Regions from separate parts of the Sus scrofa genome. Here regions 2 and 3 are each linked to region 1. A link is a contact called in public HiChIP or PLAC-seq data. All regions are on one chromosome and are shown on one strand. The core of a region is the stretch at or near the end of the contact, and the rest is flanking DNA. Distances in the headings are between cores, read along the strand shown.

Region 1 (4,053 bases), core at 243-2,742:
TCAGGCACCTTGCGGCCCCTCTTTGTCTGGGGCTGTCCAGGGCCCAGCAATACTCTGACTGCAGCGGGGAGTGCAGGGGGAAAGGCACCTGGGCAGCTCTCCTTCAACCCCAGAGCTATGATCAGCGGTCCACTGACCCTCTCTGGGGCTGCAGAGGGCTGGCCAGGTGTCTGGGGTTGGGGGGAGGGGCACCTGTCCTGGAGCAGAAAGGGCATCTCAGAGTGATGGCCTCGGAAACCTAGAATCTGGGTCACTTACAACCAAGGAAGCTTAAAGACCTGTCTCAGACCCACCCTGGACCGGGATGCAGACCCCACCCTGTCACACAGGGCTGGGTGATGCTCTGTACCACTGCCTGTGCTGGTGACCAGTCCCAGATTGGCACTCTCCCACCAAGAGAGCCTCTCAGAGAGAAAAAACCAAATCAAAAACCGGAAGAGTGACGCCCGTGGTGTGAAGCATCCCCACCCAACACAAAGAACACCGTCTCTCTCACCCTGCACCTCTGGGTGTCCTGTCCTCTGCCCACCTCACTTCTGCCAGGATGTCCCTTTAAGTCCCAGGTAAGCCACTGAGGCTCTCCCCTAGTCGGTTCTGTCTGAGGGCCTTAGGATTGGCATCAGCATCCTGCCCTCTCAGAGGCAGAACCTCAGATACACCCCATCCTTCCTCCCCGGCCCCAGGCTCTCTCCAAAGCCGCCACTCCCCTAGGAGGGCCAAGGCCCCATCCCAGCCCTCCCATTCGTCCTGCACTCGATCTTTGTCTGTGGAACCAGCCCCGGGTGGCGTGCTGCCTTCCCAGCTGGAAAGAGCGGGCAGAACCGGCTGGCCCATGCGGATGCGGGGAAATATCCCCCCATCCAACGTCCCCGCATGAGACAGCAGCCCGTGGGGAGGCGAAGAGGAAACACACAGACGCTCTGGCCTGGGCCAGGGCTGGGTGTGAAATACCGGATTTCCTTGTTTATTCGATTTTCTGATCATTAAGGGCTCCCAAGAGGGTCTCGAAATTACCACCCAAACAAAGCCACCTTCAGCCGCCCCGGGACCGCGGATCTCTGCGGGGGCCAGGCCAGCACGAGGCGCCCTCCAGCCCGCGGCGCCTTCCAGCCCGGCCCGCCGGACCTCAGCGGGCGCCGGCGGTGGGTCGAACGGTGCCCCGGGACTCCGGGGTCCAGTCCCGCGCCCACGCGAGACAAAGCCGAGCCCTCGGCGCACGCGCCCCTCCGCCCGTCCTACCTGACGGCCACCTTGACGCAGCAGTCCCCCTGGCCGGCCATGGTGCTCCGGCGCTGGGTCCCGCGTCGATCAGGGGCGGGGGTCTGGGGGCCGATGCCCCGGGCGGCGGCTGCGGCTGCGGGAGGCGGGGGCGCGGGTGCTGCGGACGGAGGCTGCTGCGGCTGGAGGTGACATACTCGCGGGGGCCGGCGGAGGGCTCACCCGCGGCTGGGGGAGGCTCTCCGGAACCAGGCCCGCGCGCCCCCTCGCGCCATCGGGCGGCGGCGCGGAGCCAGATGACAGCCCGCGGCGCGACCCGCTTCCAACCGCGCGGCTGCCGCGCGCGCACCTCCGGCCCCGCCGCGCCGCCTGCAGCCGCGGAACAAAGGGGGCGGGGGCCGGCCCGGCGAAGGCTCCGCCCCCGAATCAGCCTCGGCTCCGCCCTAGCCCCGCCCCTGGGCCCGCCCCACCAATCGTAGGCCAGAGCCGGCAGCAGGGGCTGGCCGGAGCCTTTAAAGGGACCCCTCGGCTCGCGTCCACGCACTTGTTGGGGGGGTTGGTTGGATGGCCAGGGTTGGGGCTTGGAAGGACGCCGGCCGAGAATTGACCACGCTGGAGCCTAGGCCCCCAGGGATGCACACCTGCAGCCTCTGTGGGACCCCCGCTCCTAAATGCGGAAGCCTGGACGTAGAGAGGGGAACTACCAAGGTCACACAGGAGTTAGTGGCTAAGCGTGGGTAAGAACCCGGTCTCCCGGCCTAGGGCTTCTCTGCTGAGCGTCTCCCAGCGACTGGCGGTTTTGTGTTCTGAAGGCGCCCGCCGGGAAAGCCTCCCTTCTGCATGTATTACAGTGAATTGCCAACTTTTACGGAGGGGGTTTCTTGCTACTGTCTCACTGAAATTCCCTCCACCCACACCCTGCAGCTTTTAAAGTTCATCTCAGGTTGATCTGGGGCCAAGTTCCTAGCCCCGATGTCCCCCCCTCCCTTCGGCGAGACCACGAGGCTCCAGTGACTTTTTTGACCCATAGATGACCCCCTTCCCCCTACCCCTTTGCTTGAGTGGCCTTGGGGCAGAGGGTAAGTGTGGGAGGCCTGAGCTGCCCCTGGGGGACAGAAACAAAGGGAGTACTCAGCTCCAGGCACCTGAGTAGAGGCTGAGGGGGAGGCAGTGGGAGGGGGGTACTGAGGGCTGCTGCCTTCTGCCTTCAAGTGGGTTTTAAGACTAAGGGAGCCCCGGGCCCGGTGATGGAGGAGGCTGCCCTGGAAAGTCGGAGGTGCCTTTCCAGTCCCCCTCTCCTCCCTCTGAGCTCGCCCGTCTCCCTGCCCCCCACCTCCAACATTGGGGCCATTCACGGGGCCCCTCACCAGCTGCCCTCCCTTTTCTCACTTCAGCCAGCTCCCTTCCCTGGAAGGAGCCCAAGAGGAGGACCCAGCTGCAGCTCCAGATGTGGAAGAAGCTCTCTAGGGGAAGGGAGGAAGGGGAGCCTGGCTCCAGGCCTCTTGCATCACCCTCAGCTGATGAAACCACATCGGAGATTTTGAAAAGCCTGTGGGTTAGGGGATGAGCAGTGTCTGGGGTGCCACTCTCCTCTCGTTCCCTCCCCCCACCCACCCCACAGATGACTGCTCCATCCGTAGCCCCCAAACCAAAGTAATTTCAAGAGCAAACCCATTCCCCACCTCCACCCCATCCTCTGGCAAACAGGCGGCAGCTGCCAGCAGTTTCCAGGATGGAGGAGGGGCAGGGGGATAGGGAAGGTCCTGGGGGGGACCCCACACCTTTCACTAGCATTTGAATCTGGAGGACGGGCTCTCTGGGGCCAGCAGTTGCCCCTCCCGGGGCAGGAGGCCAGCAGAGTGTTGAGTCCATCCAACCAAAGTGAGAGATGGGCGGAGACTAATATGAGAGGAGCTTCTCCAACCAGCAAGGAGCCCGACGTGGATGTTCTCATTTCATGCTCATGACCTTGTGAGCTAGGCTGTATTCTTTTTAATTTTTGCTGATGGGGAAACTGAGTCTCACCCAGCATATAAGCGGCAGATCCCGGATTTGAACTTTGCATCCGGTTCCAGGCTTCCCAGATCCCTTCCAGTAGCTGTGCAGGGACGGGAGCTGGGCTGGTGGACAGAGCTGGGCTGACACAGGCTTTGACTCCAGGCTTTGTCCTCTTGGAGGCTCGTGCGGTATTTTGCAAAGCTGCCCTCCTGCCCACAAGACTCTGGGCTTCTCCAGGGCCCAACTCTGGTTTCCTGCCTCCAGGAAGTCCCCTCTGACTTCTGAGAGTAGGTGACCCTTCTGACTCATAGATTCACTGCTGGGAAATGGCGCCAGAAGCGCTGCCCCCACCCCCTCCACATCCCTCCAGGTCACAGGGGTGTCGAACCAGGAGGAGCTGGGAGGCACGTGTGCTGGAAACTCAAGCCTCCCAGAGGTCAGGGCCTCTGGGCGGCTGCCTCTCGGGCGCTGCTGCTGGAGGCGAGGAAATCAGACAGGGATCTGAGTTGGTAGTGAAGAGGCTTAAACTGCAGCCTGGGCAGATTTAGTTAAGAGAGTCAGCGTGGCGGGGGGGTTGGGGGGGGGCTGGCACTAGGATGTGCCTGCCCTGTCAGCCTGTGTCCAGCCTCAGCAGCGCCCAGCTTCCTCCTCTGTACATTCCCACTCCACCCCCTCTGCCTCCTGTTTGCTTCTCCTTTTTCCTCCTTCCCAAATCCTAAGGCTTCTCTACATCAGCTGCCCGTATGCATGTGTCCCTCCACCCCCAACACACACACACACACACACACACACACACACACACACACAGATGCATGCATGCTAGCCCATGTTTGGCCC
Region 2 (4,192 bases), core at 1,597-4,096, 270 kb before region 1:
TCCTCCTTTCTCTCTTCTCCCTTTGCCTGTATTTTGCATGTTTCCCTTCTCTTCATTTTCATACCCCACAAACTCACCAGTACTTAGCAAGTAATTACTCAAAATGTCTGTTAAATTAATTATATGTGGGACTGCCTTATGCACTGTAAACCAATCAGTAAGGCAAGGGAGAACCATTTTAAGATGGATCCCAATTACCCATGCGTTTTGAAACTCTACGATAGTGTTCTGACTTTGGTGTCGGATTTTTCAAAACACAAAACTGAAGGCAGCTAGGTTGACACAAAAAATGACAGCTCGTCTGGTCAGCAGGATATTTCTGCCCAAAGCCAAAAGCCTAGCCCTTGGATAGAACATTTGTTAAAGTGAAAACTCCTTGTAAGAAAGGAATCTTTTAGGCCTTCGATGAAGAGGTTGGTTCAAGGTAGCAAAAGAAAAATTCCCTAAAATTGTGTTTTTTCATACAAACTACTGTCTAGAAGCAAAATCACCAGGAGCACCAGTGATCACGGGCCTAAGTATTTAGCTTCAGTTTGCAATTGTAACACAGTCGAGGGGGACACTTGGTAAACACCTCGCTTGTTTCTGAGAATAACACTGGTGAGCTCTCTCGTACCTGAACCAGAGCTCGCGTGATAACGGGAAGCAGGAAGGCGGCCGTCTTTCCTGAGCCGGTGTCAGCGCTGGCCAGGAGGTCCCTGCCCAGAAGCCCCACGGGGATCATCTGCATCTGGATGGGCGTGGGAACTTCGTAGCCTGCGGTCTTCAAGTTGAAGTTTAAGGTCTCAGGGAAGCCGCAATGCCCAAAGTCAATGATGGGCCTGGGGACACCTCGCCCTTCCACCACGATTCCCAGCTGCCCTCTAAGGTTTTCAATCTGGTCCTCCCGGAGGTTCGAGATGAAGGCGTGCTCGGTGTAGACGTAGGAAGCAGGGCATGGAGCCCCCGGCTCAGAACTCCCTTCCTGGGGTGGCTCTCTCTGCTCCTCGGCTGCCCTAACCTGCAGAAGGTGTTTTGCTTTACACTCCAGGCTACACACATCTTCATCCGTCTCATCACAGATGTATTCTCCAAACCGCCCGCACACCACGCACACTGGCTCCCCGGGCTCTGCCCAGCGCTGGGTTTTGGAAAAGGACTTCACGGGTTCCTCCGGGAGATTGTCCTGTGCCTCCTGCTCGGGTCCAGCCAGAACCCCCTCAGCCACCGGGCCGGCTGGATGCGGATGCGCTGCTGGTTCTCTGGGGTCTGAGGTGACAGCTGGACCAAACCCGCCAGCGTCCAGCCCAGGATTTTCACCTTCTGGCTTGATTTTCTTGGCCACACAACTTCTACCATCATCACTAGCGTTCCGCTTGATTTTCAGGGATCTTGGAACAAACATCCTTCAATATTCTGTATAGGAGATTATATAGTGAGATTGATTTTACCGTCAAGAAAGTCACATATAAAGTACATGTATGAAGTACCCTGAGGTTACTGTGGAGTCAGCCTTGTCCCTGGGCTTTGCCTCCAGGGGACAGAGAAGGCAGCGCTTAGACCAAGTCCCCTCCCCACCACCCCTGCCCATTTCCTGTGAAAACAGTCCTGTCCCGTCCTCCATGCACACAGCTTCCCACCATTGACCTCTGCTCATTGACTGACTTGCGCTCTGAAATACCAGCCATCAGAGATATTCTGGAGTAAACTCTTCCATTACACTGTCAAAAATGGAAACACAAAGAGGGCTATTGCACAAGGGGAGTCTTTACCAGCAGCCACAGTAAGTAACACCTGGACAGTGGACAGAGGTGCCAAGCTCAGCCCTGAGCGCCTGTGCCATAGCGTAGCGTCACCCCACACACGCACACGCATGTTTTATCTTGTTTCATCACGGGCTGAGCCCCCAGAAGCTAAGTGACTTGGAGCTCACAGCCTCTTGGAGGCAGAACCAGGCACCGGTACCAGCTCCCAACCAAGGCTCTTCTCATTTACAGCAAAAACAAGTTTTTGCAAAATGACCTCGATTGGGAAACAGGCTTTGAAGCTAATTTGGGGACTGCCAAATATGCTAATAAACACTTTTCTCCCAATATTTCCTTGGGATACATTGCCAGATTCCATTTTTCCGGAAAGATTCCAACAAAAATGTACGTGACAGTGGAGAGTTACAACCTTAAGGCTCAGAAATGGTCAAGGGCGTGGGGGAGGGGCAGCCGCACGCGAGCAGGAAGAGCCGGGAACGCAGGGCTTCACGGTGAAACCGAACCGAACCCGCACGGGCTAGACGGCCACCGCTCGCTCCAGTTCCCGCAACGCCCCGTCCTATCCCCTCCCCCACGGGCGTCGCCCCCACCCCTCCCCCCAACACAGCCCCCCTCCCCCCGACGTCGCCCCCCCCCACCGCGGCACTGCACGCAGATGCGCGTGACGTCACGGCGCTGCCTGGAGACCGGCAGGGTGCGCCGGGCGGGAGGCGGCGGAGGGGAGAGGGAGGCAAGGGGGAGGGGACAGCGCAGGGCCTGTCCCGCCGCCAACGCCAGGCGCCCGGGTCCCGCTCGAGAGGAGCAGGACGCGAGGCAGGCCTGAGCCGCGGGACGGGGGCATGCTCACTCACGCAGACTGCGGCCACGTCCTCTCCCGCTCGGGGCCGGCCCACCCTTGAGGCGCTGGACCGGGCTTCCGGCTGATGATCCTGGGCCGCACGCCCGCCCTGCGGCCGGGGGAGCAGTGCGGAGCGCAGAATCCACTTCTCCTGGTTTTGGGAGGTGCCGATGCGCGCAGGAGGCGGGGCCACTGCGGGAGGCGGGGCTCGGCTGGGCGGGCGGAAGGGAGCGTTTGCCACGCCCCCTTCTTGGCCCCCTGCTTGGGGGCGATAAATGCCAGAGCTTGGCTGGAGCCCACGGGCTCCAAGCCCAGGGGCAAAAGCGGGGATTCTCTTGGAAGAATTTACGTAATCGGATGGGCGGGGCGGGGCGGGGCGGGGCGGGAGGACCCGAGGCGGGGCGCCCCGGGAAGTCGCGGGAGTGGGGTGGCCGGCACCGTTGGAGGGGCGGTTAAGTGGGAGTGAGGGCGGAGAGGGCGAGGCCCCTTGGGCTCGGAGACCTGTTCCGCTTTTAGACGGCTAATAACTGAGGAATGAACCGAGCGGGTTTAATGTGCCCGTGAGATAGATACCCTGTGTATCCCCACCACACCCCACCCGGACGGGAGGAGAAAGTCACAGTCACGTGCTGGGGCCCCGTGGGTCGCACTTCCCTGGAGCTGGTGGGGAAGTGATGGTGGAAAGTGGGGGGACCGGAAGGAGGGAAGCAGAGCGTGATGACCTCAATACTTTCGAGTCTAATATTTTATGCATATGTGGAACAGATAGATAACTTCTAAAGGATACTAGTAAAACGGAGGGAAGTCTGCGACTCCATAATATCCATAGTGAGCAAATATACGTGCACCCCGGGATTCTGCCCCTTGCTACTCCTTCAACCACCAGGATCCTAACCTTGGTGTCTCCTTGCCATTTTTGGTGGTTTTGTCGTAGTTGGAGGCATTCCTAAAAGATACGTTGTTTCATTTTTCTCTTTTTGAGGTTTATAAAAATAATGTGTAGCCTTGTGGGAACATGTTTTTTTAAATTCATCCAAGTTGTTAAGTGTAAGCAAGCAGTAGAACATTTATTTTCACTGCTGTAATAGTGTGTGTCTGGGAAGTAGTTTATGTATAGTTGTTGATCCCTTTTTCTGCGGATGTTTGTGTTGTCTCTAGTATTTTCTTATTGTTAGAGGCAAGCTGACCATGAAGCTAATGAAATTTGAATTTCCAGACCCCTCACTCTCATGGGTCTCTTCCATGGTCCTGAAACAGAAGCCTTGGCATTTCCATACACATTCTTTTCTTCTTTTTCTTTTTCAGGGCTCACTGGAGGCATATGGAAGTTCCTGGGCTAGGGGTCCAATTGGAGCCGCAGCTGCCCGGCCTACACCGCAGCCACAGCAACACCAGACCAGAGCCACATATGTGACCTAGGTGGTAGCTTGCAGCAATGCTGGATCCTTAACCCACGAAGGAAGTCAGGGTTTGAACCTGCATCCTCATGGACACTAAGTCAGGTCCTTAACCTGTTGAGCTACAGTGGGAGCTCCTCAACAAATATTCTCAAGACAAACCGTGGCGGAGATCTCAGGATGCCCTGCAGAACTTTCCAGAAGTGCTTCAG
Region 3 (4,121 bases), core at 1,000-3,499, 310 kb before region 1:
TTCAGCCTTAAAACGGAAAGAAATTCTGCAATACGCTGCGATATGGATGAACCTCCAGGACATTCTGCTAAATGGAAATAAGCTGGTCACAAAAAGACAAACAATACATGACTTCTCTTCTATCAAGCACTTAGAGTATTAAAGTCAACAAGACAGAAAGTCTCATGTTTGATGCCGGGGGCTGGGGGAAGGGAGGGCTATGGTTTAAGGGGTGGAGAGTTTCAGATTTACAAGACGGCAAGACTTATGGGGACCCATGGTGGTGATGACTACACAACAAAAGGAACATATTTAAGAGCGTTCACTTAAAAATGGTTGAGATGGTGAAAGTTAGAAAAGAGTACATGTCAACAAAGATTTTTTTTTTAAGCATCCCCCCAGCTTGGGGAGCAGGGTGGGGGACTGACACTCTAGCACTGAAATTAAAGACGGGAGTGATGCATTTTTATACCCACTGATCACACATTACATGCAAGAAGGCCTTGTGGAGATGAAGTTGCAAGGTGCCACCAGCCAGATTATCCCCAAATAAGCACCAGAGACAATATCTATGACAAGAACTGTATATTAATTGCTTGTGTCAAGAAAAATCACGCAAGATTAGTTAAGCAGACAGCCTGCCCTCTAGCAGTTAGACCATAAGTAAACAAGTGTTTATGGAAACACGTGTCAACTGTATGTACCCAGCATTAATGTTTCAGAGAAAAGAGAAGAGCAGCGACAGCGAAGAGGTCTGGCTTCTCGTCACTCTGCATCTAACTGGTTATACAGACGGAAACAAGCCTGTACACATCTATGCCGATCCTAACTTGTAAAATGACGCCTGATCAAACTACTTCATCGTGAAAGTAAATACGGGAGACCTCATTTAAGATAGAGTTGCGGGGATCTGAACAGGAGCTCTTGTGTTTTACCCCTTGCCTTTTTTTTTTTTTTTTTTGACAGACTCTGCTGGAAGAACCTCCTTCATATCCCAGGGCAAAGAGGAAGAAAGATTTCCTCTTTGCCTAGCAACAGCCCAGCCAATGAGAAAATTCATAGCTTAGCCACTAAAGAGGCCATCACCACCAGCTGTTTCTCACCTCCAAGGACCGTCATTCAGTTCCCTCCACACAGGCAGACCTGTCTCAGGTTCTTTGCTGCCCTTCCCAGATACTGGGTTTTTTAAAATGGAAGTTGATGTAGTGTAGCAACACTACATCAGCAAATCAGTGCCATTTTTCCAATAGCATTTGCCCACTTCATATCTGTGTCAGGTTTTGGTAATCTTCCCACTATTGCAAACTTTTTCATTAGACTCTACTTGTTATGGTATCTCTGTTCAAAGATCTTTGATGTTACTATGACCACTCTCTGAAGGCTCAGATGATGGGGAGCATTCTTACCAATAAAGTATTTTATTTTATTTTTTGCTTTTTAGGGCCACACCCAGGGCATATGGAGGTTCCCAGTTTCCCAGGCTGGGGTTGAATCAGAACTACAGCTGCCAGCCTACGCCACAGTTGCAGCAATGCAGGATCCAAGCCGTGTCTGCAACCTACACCACAGCTCACGGCAACACCAGATCCTTAACCCACTGAGCAAGGCCAGGGATCGCACCCGCAACCTCATGGTTCCTAGTTGGATTCTTTTCCACTGCACCACGATGGGAACGCCCACCAATAAAGTATTTTAAATGAAGGTATATACATTGTTTTTTTTTTTTTAAGACACAATGCTATTGCACACTGAATAGGCTACAGTATAACATAAACATAACTTTTATATACCTTGGGAAACAAAACATTCCTGGGACTTGTAGGTGGCCCCAACAGAACCCACAACAGCTTGGAGATGCCCAGACAGGGAAGCCCTCTTCTTTGTTCTGGGACTGGTCTGTCCTTTCTGCACAGCAAGGTCTTCCTGAACTGCAGCTCCCTCCCTGCTGGTCCCACATAAACTCTTCCTGCTAACACAGAAGCTGACTGTTGTATTTTTAAAGTCCACACCAGAGATGATGGCTCTGGAGGAACAAAATAATAGAGGCTCATTTTTAAGTAAGTCTTACAGAGTTCTAAAATCATGCACAATCATTACCTCTAAATTCGCCAGACTCTAAGCATCTCCCGTCAACCTTTTGACTCTTCCTAATACGGAAGCAAACATAATGGCAAGAAGAGATTCCAGACCTTGCACTGGGCTGAAAACCGGCAGGCTGGCGTTCCAGTTGTGGCTCAATGGTAAGGGAGCCAACGACGCGGGGTCTATCTCTGGCCTCGCTCAGTGATTTAAGGATCTGGCGTTGCTGTGGCTGTGGTGTAGGCCGGCAGCTGCAGCTCGGATTCAACCCCTAGCTGGGAACTTCCATATGACACAGGTGCGGCCCTAAAAAGCAAACAAAAACAAACAAAACGGTTGCCACTTACAGCCGCTTAAAGGATCTGTACGGTTCTTTGTTCGGGGGCCGGGGTGGCCAAGAGACCGGAAGGGTTCTCAGCTGTCACCTCGGGCGGGAAAGGGTCAGCGACGCCGAGGGCCAGGCCCGGCCCCGCCCCACTCTGGGACCCCGGTCCTTCCCGGGGACCGGCCCCACTGGGGCCGCGGGCCAGCCCAGCCCATACTCCCGAGCCGCTTGCCCCCTCTCGGCACCGACGCGCCGGCCCCAGCGCCGCAGCCCCTCCTCGCAGCCCCCCTCCCTCCTCCGTGCTGGGCCCCCCCGCCCCCGCGGCCCCTACCTGTCAGTCTCCACTCCGCACACCCCTCCGCCGCACGACCAAGGTTTGAATACGCGCCCCGCCCTCTGATTGGCTGCCGGGCGTCGCGCACGCACGTACTCCCGGAAGCGCGCTCGCCGGACGCGCGGATTCGAGCTCCCGCCCACCCGCCGCTCGGTCTCCTAGGCAACGGCCGCACCCACCTGGGCTGCGGCTGCAGAGCAGGACTCACTTCCCAGGGCGGGGCGCTTGGGTGGGTGTGAGCGAGGACAGTGACAACAACGCTGTCCAGCTTCGGTGTAAAATGAGCAGTCTGTCCGCCTCACAGCCAGGACTTCCTAGTGCGGAAATGGCTGTTTCCCCCCAAGTTAACCACATTCACACTTTTCTAGGCTCTCCCGTTCAAAGCCTGGCGATGGGAAGTATCCTAAGTGTCTTCTATAGAATTCCTCACTTAATCATGAATATCTTAGGAGGTAAAGGTTAATATGATCCCCAGTTTACAGATAAGGGACTGAGGTTTAGAGTTAAACTTGTGGAAAATCAGACAGGCAGAAGTGATGTAACTAGAATTCCAAAGCCCATGTCGTGAGATATAACTCAGTTTCTGTAAATATTGCAATGAGTTTGAAACAGGAAAAAATAATACAAAAATACATGCTGAAAAATTACCAGATCAGTGAGAGAGATCTACTTAAGCAGAGATTATAAAGCAACTATATATTTTTTAAGGAGCAAAAAGTGCAGATAATGAGAATGATTCAGTGGGAGAAAAAAGAGAAACCAGAGTTGACTCCAACTTTATAGAAAGTTGAATGGATGATAAAGTCCTCATGCTAAAACTCACTCAAAAAAAATTCTAAAATGTGTTAATATTAAGTTATAGAGAAACCATCAGAGAAACAATTACAATATCAGACCTATAGGAAAATGATCACGTCTAGAAGCAAATGAAAATATGGCAAAGGAAAAAATCGACAAATTAAAATGCAGAAAATAAATAAATAAAATACAGAAAAAAATTTAAATGTCTGCATGGTTCAAATTAACACAAAAATGCAGTAAACTAGAAAAATAAATATAGCAGAAGACAAAGATCTCTTTCAGTGTTACAAGGAAAATAAGTTTATAAATAGAATAAGAAAACAAATAAAATATAAAAATTGGCAAAGGAATTTTTCACAATAAAGAATTCGCATATCACAAAATAGATAAAAGGATGGAGTTCCCGTAGTGATGCAGTGGTTAACGAATCCGACTAGGAACCATGAGGTTGCGGGTTCGGTCCCTGCCCTTGCTCAGTGGGTTAACGATCCGGCGTTGCCGTGAGCTGTGGTGTAGGTTGCAGACGTGGCTCGGACCCGCGTTGCTGTGGTTCTGGCGTAGGCGTGGCTACAGTTCGATTCGACCTAGCCTGGGAACTCATAT

What was found. HiChIP or PLAC-seq counts read pairs in DNA pulled down with a chosen protein or histone mark.
Region 2: an H3K27ac HiChIP or PLAC-seq map of alveolar macrophages shows a contact between it and region 1. The contact joins the promoter of DDX59 here to the promoter of KIF21B in region 1. A contact is called at or near these places in 1 of 47 Hi-C or Micro-C datasets (liver) and 1 of 2 datasets of contacts at active chromatin or transcription factors (alveolar macrophages).
Region 3: a contact with region 1 is called in an H3K27ac HiChIP or PLAC-seq map of alveolar macrophages. The contact joins the promoter of KIF14 here to the promoter of KIF21B in region 1. A contact is called at or near these places in 4 of 47 Hi-C or Micro-C datasets (embryonic fibroblasts, liver, mesenteric adipose tissue and 1 more) and 1 of 2 datasets of contacts at active chromatin or transcription factors (alveolar macrophages).

Annotation. Positions count from the first base shown.
Region 1 is chr10:23,489,589-23,493,641 of Sscrofa11.1, forward strand. KIF21B (kinesin-like protein KIF21B) reads right to left here and starts at 1,493. Exons shown (of 38, transcript XM_021064269.1): 1 at 1,458-1,493; 2 at 1,240-1,400. The coding sequence starts at 1,493.
Region 2 is chr10:23,219,684-23,223,875 of Sscrofa11.1, forward strand. It overlaps DDX59 (probable ATP-dependent RNA helicase DDX59), which reads right to left and starts at 2,847. Exons shown (of 7, transcript XM_005653799.3): 1 at 2,597-2,847; 2 at 617-1,395. The coding sequence starts at 1,384.
Region 3 is chr10:23,175,670-23,179,790 of Sscrofa11.1, forward strand. It overlaps KIF14 (kinesin-like protein KIF14), which reads right to left and starts at 2,250. Exons shown (of 33, transcript XM_021064497.1): 1 at 1,770-2,250.